2 separate regions of the Mus musculus genome follow, and region 2 is linked to region 1. Evidence: chromatin contacts called from public Micro-C data. All regions are on one chromosome and are shown on one strand. The core of a region is the stretch at or near the end of the contact, and the rest is flanking DNA. Distances in the headings are between cores, read along the strand shown. Region 1 overlaps Zhx2 (zinc fingers and homeoboxes 2). Region 2 has its middle 4.3 kb from the start of Fam83a.

Region 1 (4,904 bases), core at 116-2,615:
TGGGGGCTTGCCTGGAAGACATGCAAGCAAAATCAAGCCCACATCTGGAATTACTCTGCACATGTAGACAGGTGCACACACTGCTAGGACATTGCTTGGACTCTCTGCACAACCTTGGCATCCGCAGACACACATGCAACCTGGTGGTCTGCTTTGTGGAGTTCCCATTTGTAGACGCCTCACTCTGTCCGTCCCGACTTTTGGCAAATGGAAAAAGCTATACATTTGTATAGCATTTGGAGGCTTGTTTAATAGCAAATCTGTAAAGCACCCCAAATCCTAGGTTATCAGTCAGGGGCTCATTATTGCTAATTATCTATTCATTTTGGATATATGTAATAAAAGTCTCAGGACCTATTGGGCAAATTATCATTTTTAATAGGATAGTTACTTAAGTCAACATATTCCTGCACCTCTCCCATGATGACTCCTTTTGTAAAGACGAGATGAATTTTATAGGTTGAGATTGACAGCTTTTCTAATGAGCAATATTTTGATATGGAGTTTATTTTATTAAATTGGGGGGGGGGGAGTCTGGGGAACATGATGGGTGTTTTTATTTCAGAAAGTAAATTCAGGATCTTAAGAGACACAAATATTTACTGTATCCTCTCACCGTCCCCAAAATGCGTTGTTTGAAGTAGGATTGTAGCTAATGGCCCACCCTCTCTCTGTTTGGATATGCTGTCGTGGAACTTTCTACTATGGAGCACACAGCCCGAGAGAAGTTCATGAACAGGCAGGGCTTGGGAGAGCGGAAGCCAACTCCTCCATCCTGCTGCTGTCTTTGAGCTAGTCATTCACCCCTCCGTGGCCTAAGTTTCCCCCACCTGCCTTCTGGGCTCTGAATCCTGTTTCTCAGTGGGCTACCCATCGGGCTGGCTCTGCCCAGTTCAAACTGACAGGCATCTGCAGGTGGGACTAGCCTATCAGAAGTCCATTGGCTCCCAAGTTCTTGGGAGTAACCAGTTGACTTAAGCCTTTCTGGAATTCTTGTAAGAGAACTTGACTTGCCACCTAAACTGTTCCTGTGGAGCCGAATCTGTCCTGACGGTTCCTTGGAAAGCCTGCACAGTGCTGAGCAAGCCAACTGCCTTGCATGCCTTCTGCAGGTCCAAGCCAGTGCGTTCCAGAGCACTGTCTGTAACCGATTTAAGGAGAAGGTGCTAGAAAGGGAAAAAGAAAGGGTGGCAGGGGGTGGAGAGGAAAGAAAAGGCTGGCAAGTTCTCAGTCCCAGAGCCTGGATGGAAAAGTGAGTGGGTCACTGTAAGGGGAGGGCGCATGCGTACTGAGGAGCTGGCCACAGGGCCCTCCCTCCTCCCCTTCTGGAATGCAATGTGTATTTACTGCCCCGTGGATCCCAGTTTCTCTCAGGAAGTCATTTTTTCCAGGGCTAGAGGAGAGTAGCAGGCTATCTCTCTGGAGAACTCCGCCACTCCTGGAGTCAGAACTCTTGGGGATCAAGGGGTGGTAACTACAGGGGAGCTGAGTCAGAAGATGATATTGAGGATATATAAATGACCCCCACCCTCTTGACCCCACTCCTGCTGCGAGACTGGGAAGGAAGTGAAGATAGAAAACTAAAAACAGCGTAGTAACTCCAACCTTCTCTCTTTCCAGCCCCAGACAGTCCCAAAAGACTATGGCCAGCACAAGTGTAGCCCCTCTCTTAGGCGGGCAGGTGGGGCATCATCTTTTTGCTGAGGGTTCCCACTTGAGAGACAGGGATTTTCCCCTTCCTTCACAGGTTTTTGCTGGAGCTTTCTCTACTGTGACATCCAAGTCTCAGCTCTCCCCCAAACAGGATGCTCTCTAACTGGTCCCTAAGTCATGTTCATCTATCCTATAACCCATACCCAAGCCCAGGACTGCTTGGCTTGGATGGGTCTTTGTTCTGGAGTTGTCCTAGGCCTCGGCTGTGAGCTGGTGTTTAGGAGCGGTGCCCTAGCCTCTTCACTTTCCCCCAGAAACTCCAGATTGTGTCTAGCCCCCTGGAAGTGTGAAAACGTCCCACTAAGACCCCGGGTCCAAATTACTCCCCTTTCTGTCTTCCCATCCCTCTCCACTCTCTGTAATGGTCCTTATTTTTCCCTTGGCCCAATAGTTCTCTACCTGGCAGCACACTGCACTCACCTAAGAAGTTTCTAGAAACCCCTTTCATACCTGACCATACCTTAATCATTAAACCTGACTCTCTTGGGTGTGGAAACTCTTCGAAAAGTGTCCCAAATCAGTCTGGAGGCCTTCCTGTAGGCTCTCTGATCCCCCCTGGATAGTAAGCCACCCCAGAGAAGGACGCGTAGTGGGCTTTGGTTGCCACTGCATTGTCAGCAATTAGAACAATGCTTGCATCCCTGTAGGGACTCGAGACTAAGACTGAGCAGTGAAGGAATGTTCCAGAAACTCCATCATCACTCATGGGTGGGTTCTCTGGAGGGAGTCTTTCATTTTTGTTACTCATCCAACAAACATCAAGTCTTTGCTGCTGTGCCAGGAGCAGGAGCAAAGCCTAGAGTGGGAAGACATGGAGAGTGTGACCCTAGGAGCCTCCCGTGTCTAGGTGCCAGGTGCAGATGGCAGTTAGAATGCAAAGCAAGCTGGTTGCCCCCAACAGGCACCAGACACCCTGCACCCCTGTGGAAGGTGTTCCGCTCATATTTTCACACTTGCTAATCCACACAGTTCTTCACAGTAGGTGCTGCTGCCATTTCCCAGGGGAGAAAACTAGGCTCCAGGGAGTTACCTAATGCCCCCCAGAGTCACCTGATGCAAAGCCAGGTCTGCCTCTTGAAAATCATTCACTCTTTGCATCACTTCGTGCCATGTGCAGAGGTGAGACTGGATGGGAGGCTTGTGGGTCCCCATGAGCAAGGCAGATGCTACAAAGAGAAACCCTACCCCAACCAAGAAAGTTACCCCAAGCTCTTCTGTGCTCTGATACCATGATTGTCTGGATTCAGGCTTCTTAGGAGCAGACCCCAAGGCAAAGACTGTCCTAAAACAGTTCTTTGATAAGGGGAGGACCACTGGTGGCCAGCACGGAGAAAGTCCAATAAGAGAAGGTAGTCCAGACAAGCAAGTCACTGTGCCGGACAGCTAGAACTAAATCCTGTTGTAAAACTGGGCACCACAGAAGACCACACTTCTCAGGGTTGTCTCACAAAATATTATGATCCTTCCTTAATTATAGTGTTCCATTGGCCTTTATACCTCTGTTTTCCCATCTGTGGAAATGGACACAAACAGGCTTTATTACAAGCACACATTAGAAAAAACTCATAAACACTGCCTACACCATGGAGTACTGTAGAGGCAGCTGAGTCAGGTATCCAAGAAAGAAGTGCCATACACAATGCCAAGAGAGTTTATGAACTGCTTTATAGACAGGCAGGATTAAACAGGATCTGCAAGAGCAAAAAGAAAAAACAAAAACAAAACAACAACAAAACCACAGAACAAAACAAAAAGCCCAAGAACTAGACAAGAACTAGATGACAAGGCTGGAAGTTCTGCCTGAAGGAGCCAGAGTGGGATTGGCCTGGGACTTGGGAGAAAGACTGTCCCATTTAAGAGCTGGTATACCGGCCAATATTGACCCATGCCTAATGAGGCCAGCCAGACACCCTGCTAGATACACTGAGACATGCAAGCTATATTCACGGTGAGGGTTGCCCTTGCCCCATTCTGCAGGCTGGAAGCCTGAGGCTCAGGACTGTCTTTCGCTCTGGTCTCACAGTGGCGAAGGAGAGCTGGGATCTCTACCCGATGACTTGGACCTTTGACTTTCATCTCTCTTTCCTTCTTCCCACTGTCAGAGCTCAGCAGGAGATGGAGAGAGGTTGCTGTAGTGATGAAGATGGTGGCACAGAGGGTAAAGCAGGCGGGCCGTGGGTCTGCAGGGGGATCTGACCCGGAGCAGCCTGCCAGGGAGCTGCTCGTGCTGTCCCTGTTAGATCATCAGAGATGGAGCAAGGCCTGACTCCTCGTGGGCAGACTCAGAGATTTTCCAGTGAGTGAGCTACTGACCTATTAACTACAAATCAGACCATCACTCAGGCCCTAAATAGCGTTGTTACTGAATAATATAATTGAAAGTATTATCCCTTTAAGCTTCTGCTAATGGAGAAAATAAACCATTTGTTCCTAAGGGTTTTGAAAACTATATATCTGTTGATTGAGGGAATCCTTTTTTTTTTAACATTCATTCAGAATTCTACACTGCATGCGAAGGAAAGCAGAAGCATTACAATCAGGGGTTATAGGTAGAGAGAACAAAATATTGATGTGTGAGACATTTAGTGGTGACCTTGCCCTTGAAGTGAAGGGCTTAAGGCTCCTGCTTGTGGGGCCAAGGATCCATGGAGGGGACATGGGATGGCCACAGTGAGGGTTAAGATCACAGCGATAATGATATATGTAGGGTCCAAGGTTAATGGCAGCATCGACTGATTTCTTGCATCAGCCACCCTGACCCTCCAGACAGGTCCCTTACCTTTTTCCAGTTCATTTACTCATCATATAATGGGGCTTATAATTCCAATTTTAAATACTTGTAAGACACTACTGGTCTATTTTTGCCCAACTCTTCTTTCATGTGAGGGCCACACAGCTATATCTGAAGATAAGAAAGGTCAGGGTGAGAGACGGCAGCACCAACAGTAATAGTACAATCACAACCCCTTTCACCAAGAGGTCTTTCTATAATGCCCAATATATAGGTATATAAAAATAGATACACAAATAGAAGTTGCTGAATAAATCATGAAGAAATGCCTCTTACTATAATTCTTTAGTATATATATTTATTTACATCATATTTTGCATGAAAACAAATCACACAGTGATGAGACAGGTGTATTAGTTTATTCTTTCATAACTATAAAGATTTAAACCTTGGCTGAGAG
Region 2 (4,894 bases), core at 492-2,991, 270 kb after region 1:
TTACCCCTGCTGTTGGCCAGATGTTCCCCAAAGCGCTCGATAGGCTCCCTGAGACTAGAGTGGCCATTACTAATGTTACAGTGACTTTGACCGTATCCCCCCAAAACCTCATGGCTCTACCACAAAGAGGAGCCACATCCTCGGGTACCTTCAGGGCCTGGCTCACCCTCCCACTAGGAGCCACATCCTCGGGTACCTCCAGGGCCCATCTCACCCTCCCCCCACACAGGCAGACACCCCCCTCATCCCCTCTCATCATTCCTGAGGCATCTGCCCTTGAGCTGGGTGGAGCTCCTCTGTGCTGTGTTCTCACGGACCCTGCCCTCTTCCTGACTGTAACATTCACCACGGTTCAGGGGCATGTTTGCTTGATTGCTTCATTTCAAGGCCCCATGCTTGTTTTCATGCTTTTTTTTCCCTTTGCTTTCTTACATTCCTTTATATTTATTTATTTATTTCCTCCAATAATTTATTTATTTTTATTCACTTTACATTCCGATCACAGCCCCCCTGCCTCTTGTCCCAGTCCCACCCTTACAAGTCCCTTCGCCCCATTGCCCCTTGTCCCCTCTCCTCCTCAAAGAAGGGGGAGAGGGGGGCCTTGGGACCACTCTGAGACATCTAGTCCCAGCAGGACTGGGTGCATTCTTTCCCACTGAAGCCCAACCAGTCCAGGTAGGGGGAAGGGGATCCAATGTCAAGGAACAGAGACCGAGACCCTGGCTCCACATGTTAGGGGACCCGCATGAAAGCAGAGCTGAACGTTTACTACAACGTGTAGGGAGTCCAGGTCCAGTGCCTGCATATTTCCTGGTTGGTGGCCCGGTCTCTGTGAGCCCCCATAGGCCTAGGTTAGTTCTTTATATTTATTCAGTGTGTGTGTGTGTGTGTGTGTGTGTGTGTGTGTCTTAAAGCCATACTTCTTCTATCTTGGGAATCCAGGGGACTGAACTCAGGTCATTAGGCTTGGTGGCAATCACCTTTTACCAGCTGGCTGATCCATCTCACTGCCTGGCTTAATGGTTTCTTCCTTTTCCTTCCTTCTTTCCTTCCTCCCTCCCTTCCTTCCTTCCCCCCTTTCCTTTGTTTGTTTGTGAGACAGGGATCCTCTGTGTTGATGGTTTCTTACCTGCTGTCTTTCCTGGCAGCAGAGCAGGCTGTACCTCTGTGGAAACTGGGAACATTTGAAGATTGATGGCAAGAGACATTTGAGACATCCCCCTGCTGCAGAGAAACAGATCTACCTTTGCAGGCAGGGCTGGTTCCCTTCTGTGCCTCTGTTTTCATGGGATGGAAGAGTTACAACGTTGCACAATGTGCACAATGGGACTGTTGTTGTTGTTGTTGTTGTTGTTGTCCAAATGAACCTTTCCACTAAATTATCCAGAAGCAGAGTCATAGGTACTATGACTCTCCATGTTCTGGATGGGCAGGACAGCCAGAGAAGAAAGGGTTAACACTCTCCTGAAAGGAGCCACCCACTCCTCTCCTACTGCCTGATGAGACAGGTGGTGGGTGCAGCAGCCCTGAGGCCCAACTCTGGGCCTGCTCCTTCCAAGATCAGACCCAGAACAGGATAAGTTTTGTTCCAGTACCAGCCCTATAACAACAGCTGTGAGGGGCAGTGTCTCCTGTCAGCACACACACAAAGCCATGAGGCCCCGGTTCACAAAGCTAATGGGTGTGTGGCTTTGGCGTGCCAGCTCACAGGGCTTTCAGTTCCTATCAGTGACATCGGCTCCCAGACCTTCCTTCAACCACCGTGTTGTGCTTGGATTGCACAATTATGCTTGACAGAGTTGCTTCATCTGTCTTAGCGGCTTCCATCAATAGCCAGAGAGAAAATCTGGTTATAAAGTGACTCTTCTTAGAAGGTCTGGGTCCCGGTGGGGAGTGCGTTCTTGGTCAGCTTCCCAGAACCACAGAAGTCAGTTGGCATTCCCTCATTTATAGCAGCAGCGGTGCGACCCCGAGCCTGAGCCTGTGAGAGAGTCCTGTGTGCATCTAGACCTTTGTCTCTGCTCAGAATATGAATACAAACACACCCCAGAACACAGGAAAACATCCAAGAACAAATTTAAAAAGCAGACCAAACAGCCTACTAGAAGCCAAGAGAAAGACCACAGAAAGTCAGTAACTCCAATAGTATTTTCTTTCCTTCTCTTCTGAACAAGGGACTCCATGTTTGTGTTTTGCCACTGGGTCTGCAAACTGTATAAGTGTGGTCATCAGCAACGCATGATGTCATTTCTTAAAATTTATACACCACAAGTGGGGAGATGGCTCACCGGATAAAATGCTTTCCGTGCAAGCATGAGAACCGGAGTTGAGACCCCAGAACTCAGGTGAAGTAGCAAGTGTGGTGCTTATGCATCTGTAGCCCCTGCCCTGGGAGAGCAGAGACAAGCAGATTCCAGGAGGCTCAATAGCCAAGCAGTATAGCCGAATCAGAGAGCTCCAAGCTAAAGGAGACCTGAAGAAAAGATGGAGACGAAATGGAAGAAAACATCCTGACACTAACCTCTGGCTTCCACACACTCAGCAGGTGGGCACACACTTGCATCAGCAGTGTGGAGCAACCAAAGTCTCCTTCATTGCTGATGGGCATAAAGTCAGTCTTTGCAAGACAGCGCAGCAGTTTCTTACAAAGTCATAAAAAACATCTACCGTGGAACTTAGAAATAGTGTCCTAGATATTTACCCAATTGATACAAACTTGGTTTAGATGAAATTCTGCATACAATCATTTGTAGTGGCTTTATTCTTAAACCTATCAAGTGAGAACCCAATGTCCTTTCGCTGGGAACTGGATAAACAAACTATGGTACATCTAGACAATGGCTACCGATGCACAGATAGGTGAATCACAATGCATTATGCTAAGCAAAATAAGCCAGAAGCCAGATGCGGAGATCTAACCCTGTGTACTTCTAATTATGTGACACCCAGGGACAAGCAAAATGTTTTAGAGACAGGAAAGTGATAGGTGGCTTATCAGGGCTGATGGAGGGGAAGCTGTCTGTGACTTTGGAAGGACTTAGTGGTGATGACAACGTTGTTTGGTTATGGTCTCAACTCAGCAGCAGCGCAGTCACCGGGATGAACTTTAGTGGGTGTCAGTGATATCTTAGTTTTTAGAAAGCGCCTTGGTGTTTGCTAGGCAAAAATGAGTAGCTTGTGTAGTCTTTATGCATGACAGAAATCTCAAGCAAGGGACCTCGAGTCAAAGGTGAGAGACAAAAGAGTCACAGTCCTCGCAGTGGGGGATGCTGGGAAGGGCTCTGGAATTTTGTAAGATGCTCAAGATAGGACCAGTGGAGACCAAGCTGGAGGGAGAGGCTCCTCTAAAAAGCAGCTGAAGAAGATTTTGTGGGTGAATGGGACTTGGGGCACCTGGCAGAACCCTCAGACACTTCTCTTTCCTACCCACTGCCTTGGTCTCCAGCAGGCACACGTTGGAGAACCTCACCCTGCCCTGCCTTGGCTGTTCTGATTTTATGCCTAAAAGAATTGATTGATGTTGACAGGGAGTGATTTGCCTGTCTAATTAATACGCCAACTAATTTTTAATTTAATTTCACATCTTAGGTCACTGGGTAACAAGACTGTATGATTCTCTCAGTGCTACGGGCCTTGATGTGAAGTGACAGGGGAGGTGCTCTTCCCCCAGGGCCCAGCCACAGCCTCTAGATTTTTCCCATCCTGTACACAAGCGAGCCCTGGTCCCCATGAGAGTGTCTTCTGTCCATACCACCCAGCTTCTCAGTCTGGGGCTCTTAACCAGTTACTGCTCCAACAGACACTGACTTTGTGCTGACTTTGTGCTAATCCCTAACTGGGATGGAAACTTGGGGTACCAAGAAGCTAAGACATGCCTTCCCTGCCCCTACTGCCTCTACAAATTTATCGGGCTCCCAGAGAGGATTCTCACTTGAACTAGTAATTACAAAACCAGGTGTGGTTAAGATTGTGCCTATAATCTCAGCATGCTGGAGGCTGACACAGGAAGGTCACTGAGGGTTCAATCCAGCGTGAACTACATGAATTACATGGTGAGTTCCAGGCCAGCCTGGACAAAAGAGCAAGACCCCCCCCTTCTCGCTCTCTCTCTGGCTCTCTCTCTCTTACACACACACACACACACACACACACACACACACACACACACACCTCTAGCAATTAGAAAATTCAGGTTCCAGAGAGGAGCAAGAACTTCAGAGAAGAACCCAGCCCAGCCTCTGCTACTGAGAGCTTGAGGAATTTAATTGATCTCCCTGTGCCTCCGTTCCTCAGTTTAACCGTCTCTGCCCCATTTGTCTGTCTTGTAGACTGTCTCATATTCTAGGATCTCTCTTGATGTCTCCAGATGAATTCTCTGCTCCCCTCTAAGCTACACTGGGAAATTAGTTCCCAGCTCACTCAGAAAAAGCTCAGTGATCGATTAGTAATGTCTGACAAGGGTACAGGGACGGGGTGGGGTGATGAGTGGTACCAACATTCATGTCTTCTGACTCTTCTAAAGGATTTGACTAGAATATCTGGAATCTGTGAAGGGCCAAGAACTGGGGGGAGGGCTGTGAAGAGGTAAGTTCCACTCAAAGATTCTTCTCTTTTTTTTTTTTTTAAGAGCTGCTTTGTGAGGAGACAGGAAAATGGTCCCTATAGGTTACACAGAGCTACCCCTCTTTCAAGGGAGGCACGCAATCATTTATCAAGCAAACACAAAGTCAAGTCCAGGTAAGAGGAATACCACATACTTTCTTGTTGCCCTACTCACTCTCTGGAGCTGAGGAGAGACTCTACAGAGCTTGAAGAGTGGGAATAGAAGCAGAAAAAGTGGGGCTCACAGAGGAAGTTCATGGACTGTGGAGTACCAGTGCCTGGGCTCGGTCAC

What was found. Hi-C and Micro-C count contacts between places; a contact is called where the count stands out from the background.
Region 2: a Micro-C map of muscle stem cells shows a contact between it and region 1, with 4 times the contacts expected there. A contact is called at or near these places in 3 of 39 promoter capture datasets (hematopoietic stem and progenitor cells, neutrophils and trophoblast stem cells), 13 of 484 Hi-C or Micro-C datasets (B cells, the G1E-ER4 cell line, Th1 cells and 7 more), 21 of 130 datasets of targeted methods (the 230-238 cell line, bone marrow-derived macrophages, double positive thymocytes and 15 more) and 2 of 9 other capture datasets (liver and pancreatic islet).

Annotation. Positions count from the first base shown.
Region 1 is chr15:57,711,231-57,716,134 of GRCm38.p6, forward strand. The region is part of intron 1 of Zhx2 (zinc fingers and homeoboxes 2); the gene reads left to right. Among named protein-coding and RNA genes, the nearest start is that of Zhx2, 19 kb to the left of the region's middle.
Region 2 is chr15:57,979,155-57,984,048 of GRCm38.p6, forward strand. No RefSeq gene overlaps it. Among named protein-coding and RNA genes, the nearest start is that of Fam83a, 4.3 kb to the right of the region's middle.